Regions from separate parts of the Danio rerio genome. Here region 1 is linked to region 2. A link is a contact called in public Hi-C data. All regions are on one chromosome and are shown on one strand. Each heading gives the region's core, a stretch centred on a gene start, on an enhancer-like site or on the middle of the called end of the contact. The rest is flanking DNA. Distances are from core to core; before and after follow the strand shown.

Region 1 (6,682 bases), core at 1,251-3,750, 140 kb before region 2:
AAATCAGATTAAGATTTAAAATAACAATAAATTAGTATTTTGGTGCTCCACTGTGAACATTTTCATCAAATGATTTTTGTTCTAAGTTTGACCAATGCCTTATTTGTTTGGTATTATATACTGTAACACTGAATTATATTTTAGTTTAAGTATTCTGTGTCAACCCTAAAAAATTTAGGGTTGCACCGATATGAATTTATGAATTTGCCAATAGCTAATACGCAAGCTGGTAAAAATCAGTATTTCTACTTATTTCTGAATGATTGCAAAAACAAAAGGCAAACACAAAAGATTTTATTTTAAAACATTAACTTCAGAAAAGTTTGAACTGATCTCTGAATTTAATAAATAATCTACTATTAATAACTAAACATTAATACAATTTTCACAAGATGGTTATAATGTGCTTAACTGTCATAATTAGCATCTTAATATCCTAAAAGTTTTAAATATTTTAATTAAAAACAAAACAAATGTTTGTACATTTATAAAGCTATATGTCATAATTGCATCCAATTATAAAAAACAAAAAAGCCCCGAATGAATTACCGCTTATGCAAGGTGTTTCTAATGCACTGTCAGTATGAGCAGGACAGTAAATTAGACGTGTTCTCTCTTCCAGTCACACTTTTTTCAAAGTCATGAAAACACTATAGTGAAGTTTTTCTTTTATTATTTGAGCAAACAGAGATACAAAAAATAAATCAATAAAAAATTTGGTTCCCCCATGTACACAATTTATCGGCTTTATCAGCCTAATTTTGTTACCGGATCAATAACGATAACATTAAAAATAGCATTTGTATGGCCAGCAATTTATTGTCCACCTCGAAAAAATGAATATGATTTTTTTTCTCATTCTAATGTAAACACAAACGAAAAACACAAACACACACACACACACACACACTGAAAGAGAATGCAGTGCATCTGAAAGGTATTCATAGTGTTTCACTTTTTCCACATTTCTTTATGTTACAATCTTATTGCAAAATGGATTTAATTCATTTATTTCCTCAACATTCTACATACAAGACCCAATAATGACCATGTGAAAAAAAGATTTTTTTAAATTGTTGCAAATTCATTAAAAATTAAAAAAAAAACTGAAAAATCACATGTACATGAGTATTCACAGCCTTTGCTGTGAAGCTCTAAATTGAGCTCAGGTACACTCTGTTTGCACTGATCATGTTTGAGATGTTTCAGCAGCTTAACGAGTTCACCTGAGGTAAATTCAGTTGATTGGACATGATTTGAAAAGGCATACACCTGTCTATAAGGGCCCAGGGTTGACAGTGCATGTCAATGCACAAATCAAGCATGAAGACAAAGGAATTGTCTGTATAACTCTGAGACAGGATTGTCTCGAGGCACAAGGACAATGACTCAAAGCACCACCAAAATTTCAATGGAGTGGCTTCACAACAACTTGGCGAATGTCCTTGAGTGGCCCAGCCAGAGCCCAAACCTAAATTCTATCGAAATCTGGAGAGATCTGAAAATGGCTGTACACCGTCAATTCCCATCCAACCTGATAGAGCTTGAGAGGTACTGCAAAGAGGACTGGGCAAAAAGTCCCAATGACAAGCTTGTGGCATCAAATTCAAAAAGACTTGAGGCTGTAAATGCTGCCAAAGGTGCATCAACAAAGTATTGGGCAAATGCTGTGAATAATTCTGTACATGTGATTTTTCAGGTTTTTTATGTTTAATACATTTGCAACAGAAACTCTTTTTTCACAATGTCATTATGGGATATTGTGTGTAGAATTGAGGAAATAAATCAATTTAATCCATTTTGGAATAAGGCTGTAACATAAACAAATGTGGAAAAAGTGAAGCGCTATGAACACTATTCAGATGCACTGTACATTTAAATCCAACATTTTACTTATACCTTAAACACTATATTATAACATACTAAGTTTTCTGACTTTTCAATATTAAAGTACTCAACAGTACTGTAATCAAAGACCAACTTATCAATCGTAATATTTTTTTTACTAATTTTTAATAGCTACTACTAATATTATAAAACATAACCAGCATAATCCTCAAACATCAATTAGATGTTCAAGTCAAACTCTGGGTATTTGCGCCCCAGGACAGCCGCTCTCAAACCTGTCAGATGTCATTCCTGCAGAGAAAGCCTCAGGCCCAACGACACATTACTATGGGAATGTACTGTATGTGGCTTTCACTCTTTTTAAACCATACACACAGACTTACCCCATTCATGTGTGGAGCGATTATGAGGGAGAAGTTCTAACATACTTGCACTTAATTACACAAATCAGACTGAAACGACCTACAAATGTCAGAAATTACAAACTTTTAGCTGCAACTGGGAATGCAGTTGCACCATAGTTTTTGCAAAGCAAGTTTGACACACCAAATTGCTCATTTGTAGAGATAAATGCATATTAGGCATTTGAATGCATTTAAAAGTTAAAACACGCACACAGACACACACACACACACACGTTTTTACTTTAAGTATGACTCATGTTAACCACATATGACTTTTATGGAAAGCTTGCCTGCAATGTGCTCACATATATTCACTGCACATTATGGTCAAAACAAAAAACAAGAAAACTACAACATATACATTATTTAATTAGACTCCACAGATCAGACTCTACAGATATATATTCTGCATATTAACCTTTTAATTATAACTTACTATAAAATATGCACCAATGGTCAATCAGGCAGTTGCAATACATGTTAAACTATAAATAAATAAATAAATAAATAAATAAATAAATAAATAATACACACTGCAGTTTTAAGTGTTTTTAAGTGGCCCTTTAACATAGCAATACTTAAAATAAAACCTAGGTTGGCAACTCCAGAGCATGAACAACACTCATTTTACATTTTTCTAATAAATTGCTCAAAAAAAAAAAAAAAAAAAAAAAAAACTGGCTCACTTAGATTTATCTTCATATTAGTCATCAAGCAATATTGGATAATACTGGCTCTTGAGCATGACTTGAATAGGACATAAAACATTTTTTTTTTGAGAAATTAACTCTCAAATGACAAACAAACACATCAAATATACTACTTCTGATATACTATACTCGCTGCACAGAATGAGAGCCACAGATTTGACTTTTTAAGAAAGTTCAACAACAAATTGCTTATAACTAGGCCCACATGGAATCTGCGTGCTCAGAAATCCGCAGATTTTTAGCCCATCATTGAATTTATTTATTTTGTTATGTGTAAATATGTGTAAATTTAATTTTATTCAGTTTTTAAATTAGTCAGTAATATTATTGACTAACAGGAAAATGTTGAAATGATTTATTTACAAAACACTTTATAAACGAATATTTTCTGTCTTTTTGGAGATCTATTTATGAGAGACTTGCTTTGTTTAACAATGTATAAGTGGATCTAATTAGATTTGCACTGTAAATATTAAATACGAATTGGAGAAAATATCTAATTGCAATTTTTTTGACAGATATTTCAGTTTCGATTTAATTTGCGATTTAATTTTGTAGTCAGGCTTCAGCACTACTTTTTCTACAAGAGCAATATAGCAGTTATAGCGTTAGTTATCACATGATGCCTGTGATGCTTTTAAGGTGCTGGTTTTTGTATTTCCTCATAATGTTGCAACAATTCTGCGACAGCTCTTACAAATTACCTGTTTTTATTAGGTGTCTGTAACTTTAAAACAAAAATATTCCCATATTACTAATGCTGTTTTTTCTTTGATATGAATTTGTCTGTTAATGCTTCTGAAGCAGCAGACGCCATCAGTCTAGTTGTCTGCGACTTCCTGTCTGTTTTAATTGTGGGCATTCCGTATAGTTCGGCTGCACAATTCTGATTGATCAAAACAAAAGTGAGTCCACTTAATTGGCTAGTAAGACTGTCACACACAAACGGCAGTCACACATTTGCTCTGGGTGGCAGAAATTATATAATACATATAAATTTCATATTGCAGCCTCTTGTGATTAGCTAATTGCAATGTTTCAAATCACGATTGCTATTCGATTAATCGCTCAGACCAAATTTTTATTTAATGTACTATGTTTAGTTAGGATCCTCCCAAAATCAATTATTCCGCATAAATCCAAAGATTTATTTTATTTTATTTTTTTACAAAATTCTGTGCAAAAACAGCTGAAAAAAATCAGCAGATTCTGTCTGGCCCTATTATAACATATATACCTGTAGCTACACTGTAAAAGATGCTGGGTTCCACATAATCAATTTGTGTTCGGGCAACATGAAAAAATGAAGTTAACTTATTAGTTTTTACAAATTTAAGTGGATTGAACATGAAACAATCAAGCTGTCCCCCCCCCAAAAAAAACTTAGGAATTGTGTTGTATTAGCTGTTGTGTAGTTTCAGTTACATTCTGTCCAAGTGGAATTTTTTTTATTATCTGTCATCCTTATAATTTTTAACCTTTTTGTTTGTGTGATTTAACGTAACGTTGTGAATTTAACGTAACACTGTATTTACAATGCGAAAGCCCTAAAACCACATAACAGCTAATGTTAACGCGGGTATCCCACAAATGGCGGCTATGTTCCATAATACAACCCAGCGTTCACATGGGTGACGTCACCTGACAGAGATCGATTTAAACAAGTAGTTTGAACAACTTAATGTGCAAAAGCTGTTCTATGTGCACAAGTTCTCTCCATATAAAGCAATCTCTCTATGTGCAAGATTGGACAGATAAAAATATTTATTTCTTATCTAATATTTTGAACCAATTAGCAAGTAGCTCTGCAGTGAGGACCACTTGGGCTGATTTACTTTCTTACAAAAATTTTATGGAAAGATGGTCATTCCCTTTTAAATTTAAAGAGCATAACTCTGTAACAAAAGTCATTCCTTCTGGTTTACTAATGCTAATGATAAATCATATGTCCTCATATAGTTCTCATAGAACTGATCCTGTACTATGGGGTAGAACTTTGTAGTAAAAAATGTACAAAGTTATTAGATTGTTATTATTTTTTTTTTAAACAGAGCCTTAAAGCCTGAAAGTTTTTTTTGAATGTCTGTTTTGATATTGTGTGGGGAAAAAGCTTGTTTGCTTCCTTTTCATTTCTGCATAATAAACATAGGCAACTACATTTAAAAATACTTCACATCATTTATGTTAGCAATTATACATTATATAATTCATGCAGACTGATGGAAATTGCTCATTCTGTTTAGATCATCCAGAGTCGTTGTTCATTTTTTTTATGACTGTCAGCATTTAAAAAAGTTTTGGGAAGACCTATCGTTGTGTCCAAAAAAAAAAAAAAAGAATCTGGTTTTAGATGTGATTTGACCCCCAAAGATGTTATATTTTATTTTGACTTAAACAATTTATCTGTGGAATTTATAATAAATCTTTTGATTTTATTTGGTAAACTTCATATTCATAAACGTAGATTCAATAACTCTAAACCTTGTTTAAAGGTTTCTATTGTAGGTTTTTATTTATATATATACTCACTCCACTATATTAATAGCAAGACATGTCAAGATACAGTTGCAAAGAAGCTAAAATTAATTAAACTTGCTGTCATTTGAGTAGGTTAATTCATGTTATCATGTAAAGGTTTCTATCTTGAAGCTGTCTTTTAATTTATTTTATGTAATTTATATTTTATGTTATTTACATTTGTATCATTTGGATGTCATGTTTAAATTGTACATTTGCTATTGTTTAAATAAATGAAAAACACTTCATTTTTTTGAGTGTATAGTAATCTCTGCATATTATGATAAAAGGTAGAGGGCATTTTAACATTAAATAAACAACTTTAGCTTTAAGCTTGGAATGAACTATGCTTCACTATAGGCCTACAAGAGGACAACAAATAAAATTAAATAATTCTGATATGTGAACCTAAACGACTCCCTTATAGATATACAGTATTTGCATATTAAAGTCTCTAAAAATGCCCCAAAAACACACGCTTCAGCTGTAAGCCTGACTCGAGTTCGCGTCTCGAGCTTCGGGTTTCAGCACTCGCGTTTCCTTCTTTGGAAAAACCAAAACAACTTAACCAGCACAGCGAACTTATTTTCAGGTAGCCCGGTGGTAGTCGTTTTTATTCACCAGAATAAGTTTTTACACGCATATCCAACCTGTTTGAGTTTAATTATCACTGACTCACCACACCCTCATGTGACCACCTGTACCGGTTTTTCCTGAAGATGTGCCGCAGGCTCATCGGCCCGAAAAGGGTAAACGACGAGAATTAAAGCAAAGCCTGAAGAGCTGCACTCACACCTGCGCGCCGACACACCTAAACGCTTCAGTTTACGCTCTCGGAAGAGAAGGTGTTGAGGTGTACGGTGTAAAGCTGTCTGGAGGCTGTAAGTGTTAAGTATTAGGTGTGTGCATCTCCAATTTTCGATACGAGACGGGGGTTTTGACCGTTGCAGCGTTTCTCAGGTAAGCAATTGTCATTGCTGAGGGGAGCCCTTTAGGTAACTGACAGCCCGTTTGAGTGACGTGTTCGAGTGTGATAATAAACACGACATAAACCCTTACGGTTTAATATTCTCTGTCTAAAAGTTCACAGGTGAGGTGTTTTTTTTAATCATTTCATGTTTTTCATTATTAAACTTGTCTGACGTCGGTTATCTGTGCGTTGCGTTTTTAAAATGGCGCGTCAAGTTTAGTGTAACGTTCATA
Region 2 (7,620 bases), core at 4,826-7,325:
AACACAAGTAAATACCGCTAATCCGCCTAGTCTCTCCCTATATTGTTTACTATGCAGCTCTAATATTCACTCTGAAATAGAATGTCAGTTTGGCTTGCGCGCCGCCGGACAACCACTAGTGACTTTTAAAACATGAGAGAGGGTTCTTTTGCCATGCTCGTGTTTAAGGAAGCTTGGCTCTAGACGGCAGGGGAGGGACTGTGATTCAGAGATTTATGCTAAGCTGTTAGCATTGTGGAAGATCACCAACTGCACCTTTAAAAGATAAAAGAAAACTAATGAATCACAGAAGAAAAATTTTTCTAATTTTTTCGACCGCAATTGCTTGCAGATTGGTTTGACCCTTGGTTTGATATTTTATTAGCTAATTTCCCCAAAATAAATTTGTAATTATTTTTATTGTCAAAATATTTACTCCTATATACAAATTCAGCATGATAGCATAAAGCTGTGGTATCACACTAGACCTTTCTCCCCATAGACTTCCATTCATATGCACGCGAATGCGTTAGATCGAAAACGCAAGATCATGTGGCAGGTTTCGCAACTCACTGCATTGGAAATTTCAAGCTTGGTAAACTTTGACCTGCGAAATCACATCACTTGACTGTGTGACACCAATCAAGGATCAAAACATGACAGAAATTTTAAATATGGACCAATCGCTTGCCTTTTTAAACGTCTAATCATCTTGTTTAATCCCGCCCCTTTTCGCAGTTCCATACTACAGAATTTCACATGCTCAAACTCTAGTGTGACCGCAGCTTAAGGATATACTTACTGGCCACTTTATTAGGTACACCTATCCAACTGCTCATTAACACTAATTTCTAATCAGCCAATCACATGGCAGCAACTCAGTTTAATTAGGAATGTACAAGACGATCTGCTGCAGTTCAAACAGAGCATCAGAATGGGCAAGAAAGGTCATTTAAGTGACTTTGAACGTGGCATGGTTAGTGCCAGACATGCTGGCAGCAGTATTTCAGAAACTGCTAATCTACTGGGATTTTCACGCACAACCATCTCTAGGGTTTATAGAGAATGGCTAGAAAAAGAGAAAATATCCAGTGAGTGGCAGTTCTGTGAGCGCAAATGCCTTGTTGATGCCAGAGGTCAGAGGGGAATGGCCAGACTGGTTCAAGCTGGGCCAATTAGTACCAATTGCGCACTGTGTCAGCGCCACAGCCTACTTAAGTATTGTTGCTGGCGATGTCCATCGCTTTAAACCCACAGTGTACCCATCTTCTAATGGCTACTTCCAGCAGGATAACGCGCCATGTTATAAAGTGTGAATCATCTCAGACTGGTTTCTTGAACATGACAATGCAGTCACTGTCCTCAAATGGCCTCCACAGTCACCAGACATCAATCCAATAGAGCAGCTTTGGGATGTGGCGGAACGGGAGATTCACATCATGGATGTGCAGCCAACAAATCTGCAGCAACGGCATAATGGTATCAGGTCAATATGGACTAAAATCTATGAGGAATTTTCCAGTAACTTGTTGAATCTATGCAATGAAAAATTAAGGCAGTTCTGAAAGCAAATGAGGGTCTAACCTGGTATAAAAGTGCGGTGTACCTAATAAAGTGACCGGTGAGTGTTTACATTTAAAAGTTTAAAATGTAAACAAATACATAACTTTGACTATGCCTTTTGTTAAACATTTGTTGAAAAATACTTTGTGAGGTTTAATAATAATAATAATAATAATATACTAATAAGTGCATTATGTAAGTAGAGTAAATACTGCTAACCGCCTAATGCACTTCATTGAACTTTATGTAAATATACATTTTTTTCAGAGTGACATAACTATCCAAAAGCATATTTAAAGCATTCGTTTTCTTTAACTCTTTTTAATAACTTTTTAATAACGTTTTAATAACTTTGCAGTTATTCCCTCATCTTATGTAATAGTAACAAATACCTGGAATATTTCATGAACTGAACCGAAAACATGCACACACATTTGTAGGCAAATGCACACCCTGCTGAAAAATCCAGCTTAAACCAGCCTAGGCTGGTTGGCTGGTTTTAGCTGGTCAACCAGGCTGGTTTTAGAGGGGTTTTGGCCACTTCCAGGCTGGTTTCCAGCCATTTCCAGCCTGGTCTTAGCTGGTTAGGCTGGGAGATGACCAGCTAAAACCAGCTTGACCAGCCTAGCAGGCTGGGAGCCCAGTCAAAACCAGCTATGACCAGCTTAAACCAGGCTGGTCAAGCTGGTTTTAGCTGGATTTAGCTGGTCATTTTCCAGCCTGACCAGCTAAGACCAGGCTGGAAATGGCTGGAAACCAGCCTGGAAGTGGCCAAAACCCCTCTAAAACCAGCCTGGTCGACCAGCTAAAACCAGCCAACCAGCCTAAGCTGGTTTAAGCTGGATTTTTTAGCAGGGCACATTAACACAGTTTTTGGCAAGTTACATTTTTCACATGATCGAGACTAACCGGATCGCGCTGTACACTTTTATAAGCATGCGTGCGTCACAAAGCTAATGCAACTCTGCATATTTTACATTATAGCAATAGTGTGACGGTAACAACACGATGATAGTATGTTCTCTTTCCTGAAAAGGATAAACTATAAACTGCGCCGTGACACGGTTATCATGTACTACAGGCCCTCTTTTAAGGTCACTTCTGGTCTGTAGAGTTTGAAAGAATGTAAATAAACAGTTCGGCTAAAATAGAAACACCGCCGAGTAAACGACTGATGAAAAACACAAAGCCATTGCCAAAGACCAGTGATTTAAACGTCTGCTTTAACACTGAAACTGTTTAAACTACATTCAGTTCATCTGAACAACACTTACTTGAGTTTCCATCACTTCATCTTTAGGACAGCTAGCACGAGTCAGGCAAAAATCCAAGGCTGAGAAAGTTGACGTTTCATTTATAGGGGATATGTTATGACCTTTATGATGTAAATTAAATTTCTGGTGTTCCCAAAAAATATATATAAACATTAAGCTATATTTTGTGGTTTATGATATTTGCATCAAATTACAAAATAATAATAACAATATGCTAGGTTTCTAATTCAGCTCATTTAGGTGGGACACTAAATTTGCATTTATGTTTTACACATTTGCAGTCATGGAAAGAGTACTGAAATTTTTTTTATAAATGATTTTATATTTCACTCAACAATTTTGTTTTAAAGACTGCTTTAAAGACTAAAAGTTTTAAGACTGAGCCTTAAGGGAGGCCACAAGTGAGATCAGTATAAGAAGTTACATAATCTAACTGAAAAATTTAGGTTAGATTTAGGTTGTGATATCAGGTGACCAAAATTCAATGTCTAGCCAGCATCTAAGGATAATGTTATTATGATGTAAAATAATGACGTCAAACAAGGTTGATATTAGGTTGATTTTAAGTTGTGTTGGAAAGTGACCAAAATCCAACGTCAGGCCAACATCTTAAACCAACATCATATTGACATGAAATACTAACATTTATTCGTCAGGTATGGCAACCAAAATCCAACGTCTGATAGTCATCATAGTGGTAATGTCCACACAACGTCACTTTTACATATTTAGACGTTGATATTTTAGGTTTGACGTTTTCTAATCCCCATAAAAAAGAAAAAATAAAGTAGGGACTGCAGGTTGAAGAAAAGTAGTGGAGTAAATGTATAGATACAGCACTAAAATCAAGAGAAAGTAAAAGAAGTAATTTTTAAAATGACAGTAAATGACAACTTCTGAGAAAACTACTCAATTACAGTAATCTGATTATTTGTAATTCGGTGATTTACACCAATGCTCAGATGCAAAACCGCTGATGTTAATATTAAAATGATAACCATTTTACATAACTTGAATAGATTTTTTCTTGCCGTCTTGGCCTGAATTAAGTCCATGTTGTTAAAGCGGGTAATTAAACAAAACCTAAATGATGAACAGTATGTTTGGCTGATTATGCCATAATTAGAATTACAAGAAAACTATAACAAATGCTAAAGTGATTGGGGTTTTGCTAAATATCCTATATAATGTTTGACTACACAGTGGCACTGCCACAGAGTAGATGATTTTGTACTAAAGACACTCCATTCCTTTCTTAATGGCTCATCCCAATGCCCTAATTTCCTCTAAGGGTTTACTCTGCAGAGTGACAGCTTTGAGAGGATTAGGGCATAGGGAGGAGTCCTTTCAAGTTTCCAGCGCAAAAGATCATAGGGGGCTGAAGAGTCTATGTGTGCACACTAGTGATGCACGGATGGCGGTTATATCGACAGGCGCTGCGGATAATTCGTGGGGGTGGGTCGGGTAATAAAAAAATACATTATGATTAATTGTGAGTCGGTTACGGGTGGATGTAGCGGGACAAGGCAGTCGACCAGCGAAAAAGCAGAGAGTGGACTTTGCAGAACGGGAAGATATGAGACGCCCAATAATAATGGATGAAGTGCAAGAGTAGCCTACTGTTCAAAGTTTCAGGTAGAGGAGTCATCAGAGGAAAATCTGCTATCGTTCTGGAACAAACAAGATTGCTTATTTTCTCGACTGCAGTGCAATGCGAGCAGAATGTTGTTCATTCCTACAACACGGGGTGCGAGCGAAGGCTCATTCAGTGCAGCTAGCCGCGTTTGGGAGGCAAGGCGGAATCGCCCGAATCCAGGCACAGTAGATGTTATTCTGTTTTTGCACAGTGCGAAGAAAAAGGCCAAGTAAACATAACATAGCTGCCATTTAGGCTGAAGTGGCACCCTTTTTGTTGTCTAGTTCCGTTGTTTCCGTTTACGATTAAAGTATTATTTTACTTTAACAGCAGATTCAGTGAGCTAATCTGCACATCTCTTAATGTCCATGGTGGCCAATCATCATGCCTAAAACAAAGAATTAAATTATTAAAGTGACGATCAGGTGCGGAGATATATATCAGATAAAACTATATGTGTGGGCGGGTGGATGATTAGTATGAAGCCGCGGATTCGGGTGTCATTTCAGCTGATCTGCGCATCACTAGCGCACAATTTTTGGAACACACCGATTTTGACCAATAGGTGGCGCTACAGTGTCTGAGTAAGAAGCTCCAAGTTGTTTCTGATTAATGTCAATTTTCCCCCTCAGTGTGACTTGTGTCTACTTTTATAATGAAACAATTTTGTCAGTCAACTTGGATACACATGTGTAAAGCTGGACATTTGCACCCATTACTGTTAATAGAAAAACAAAACGCATGTATATGTTTCTATCTTTAAATGTCCAAATATTTACACCTCAAAAACCAGTTTTTGCATCACAGACAATTCTCTGAGAAAACAATGTTTAGGCAGTAAAATATTCGAGGAACAGAACAGCACATGGAAATAAAGGCAGTTTCATGATTACTAGGTTTGTGTCAAGCTTGACCGCAGCCTGTCTGCCCATGCAAGTCTGCGTCACACTCCTGAATTAAACATTCCAGAAACACCAAGACGAAAAAAATCAGCTCTATTTACAAACAAGAGAAACATGAAACTGCCATTTAAAGCAACTCAGTTCCTTAAAAACAGCTGCTTAACAGACACAGAGGTTTTCCATGTGTTATTAATGCTGCTTAATGACACATCATATAATCCAAAAGGCTTTTGACAGGTATATCATTTAATTATAACCATTCTAATTCTGCTCATTATCAAACAATAATAATAGATCAGTGCTTTAATGTACAGTATTTTACAGTAAGACTCGTGCGAATAGGAAATTAAAGAAAACATGAAACACTATTACTGAACAAATGAGGTTTATATGAAAATACGACATTATTTTAACATCTCTTCGCATGCATACACAGACATGAAGGAAATGACAAGGCTCAACTTCACTTCCTGCTGCTCCTTTTATGGGATGTAAAACACCAAGCGAATCCGTGGCATAAAATTAAACCGGCTCTAACGATGTGGCTTTACTTTGCTTCCTGTATTTTCTTGGCACTTTGTTTTTCCTTTGCCTGTAAAATAAAAGGACAAAGACTTTTTTTATTCATCTTTCTAGACTAAATATACAATTCCTAGAACTGGGAATTTGAATACTACATTGTCATGAAAAAGGCGTTGCGCTGTGTGAATGGATGCAAACATGCTGTTACATTTTGAGGTTACACAAGCTTTCAATGCAATGGAATTAACAAATGAGTAAACACTGCAAGCTCAAAGGCTGGAGTAGTAAAAAAAATATATATATATAGAATAAAAAAGCAACAGCACCGCCCTCTAGTGGTGTGAGAAAATCCTGCACACTTATCTGATTATTTACCTTTTCCACCAGTGGGATCAGCTGCTGATATTCAGCCAAAGTCTTCAGGAGCTCCATAATAAAGGGTAGGTAGTTGTGCTTCCTTCTGATGTTCTCAACCTTTAAAAAAAATAAATAAATACATAAATATTTGTATTTAGTATTTTCTGTACTACGACAACAACTAATACTATTAATAACAGTGATAATATTGGATAATTTATATGATGACTAGAGAAAATCTAATATTTTATATGATACTGTGTTTAACTTTTCAAATTAGTAAAAGTATTGTTGTTAGTATTATAAACTGTTTATGGTAACAATAAAATTGATTTGAAAATTAAATATTAGTATAAATGAACTATTGAAAAAAATATTGATTGAATATATTGCACACCAAGCATTTCTTAGTACTCATTATAACTAATGTACTACTACAACTGCTATTAGTACTAATAACAATATATTCTTTATTTCATATTTTATAATGCAAATAATTAATATTTTGAATTATTTTATATTATTTATTATTTTAAAAATTTATTGATTTGCTTTTCAAATGGCAAGCTAAAAACAATAATAAACCAATTAACAATGAATAAATAAAATAAATAAAAATGAGAAATATCATGTTAATACTTAAATAAGCTAAAAACAATAAATCAAGCACAAAAAATTAACAAATACAACAAATGCACATAAAAATAACTTAAGTTAAAATCAAAAGCTCAACTCAAAATATTAGTACTGCAACAGAATTTAGACATTAAAATAGATCTTAAAGGAGCAATGACAATAATAGTAATAACAATAATACTAATACCAACAAACAAAAATGTAGTTACATATACTTAAATTACAATAGAGGAAAATAATAATATATGTTAACATATTGCTATTGCTGCTGCTGCTACTACTACTACTAATAATACTAGTAATAATAATAATGCTACTTCTACTACCACTACTACTACTACTAATAATAATAATAACATGTATAATAATATAAATCTTCAAAAGCTATTAGCTCCTTATAAAGCAAGGGTCTCAAACTTAAATTGGTGGGGGGCCATTTCAGTGACTGACAATTTATAGGAGGACTATTTTAACATTCAAGCACAAAATAAGTGGAAACCTGACAGAATTGATGCATCTTAGGACAACAGACATGAGGTTTATATTTCAAGCATCACCTTCCACTAGTATTAATGCAAAACTGCACGTTTATCACGTCACATAGCTGTAAAATGCATCTGTGGTTGTGTGTATGTCCGATAGTTAAACACACTCAGTCATTCTTTCACAGAATATATGCAGTCAAAAACTTTAGCTTCTTGTGTCTTGTTGTACATATTGAAGAGGTAGCTTAAATTGCTATGAAAATACT

Evidence for each region. Hi-C and Micro-C count contacts between places; a contact is called where the count stands out from the background.
Region 1: a Hi-C map of embryo shows a contact between it and region 2, with 2.2 times the contacts expected there. The contact joins two enhancer-like sites. A contact is called at or near these places in 4 of 18 Hi-C or Micro-C datasets (caudal fin, embryo, hematopoietic stem cells and 1 more).

The regions. Positions count from the first base shown.
Region 1 is chr22:24,189,044-24,195,725 of GRCz12tu, reverse strand. LOC137488936 (a long non-coding RNA gene) reads left to right here and starts at 6,261. Exons shown (of 2, transcript XR_011008235.2): 1 at 6,261-6,439. Within about 2 kb of position 2,500, at least 4 of the 62 cell types and tissues checked have an H3K27ac peak or open chromatin away from gene starts, as enhancers often do. A contact at or near this core is called in caudal fin, where this site is marked.
Region 2 is chr22:24,053,271-24,060,890 of GRCz12tu, reverse strand. It overlaps uchl5 (ubiquitin carboxyl-terminal hydrolase L5), which reads right to left. Exons shown (of 11, transcript NM_213084.1): 10 at 6,252-6,350; 11 at 5,580-5,946. The coding sequence ends at 5,902. Among named protein-coding and RNA genes, the nearest start is that of rgs2, 13 kb to the left of the region's middle. Within about 2 kb of position 6,075, at least 4 of the 62 cell types and tissues checked have an H3K27ac peak or open chromatin away from gene starts, as enhancers often do. A contact at or near this core is called in caudal fin, where this site is marked.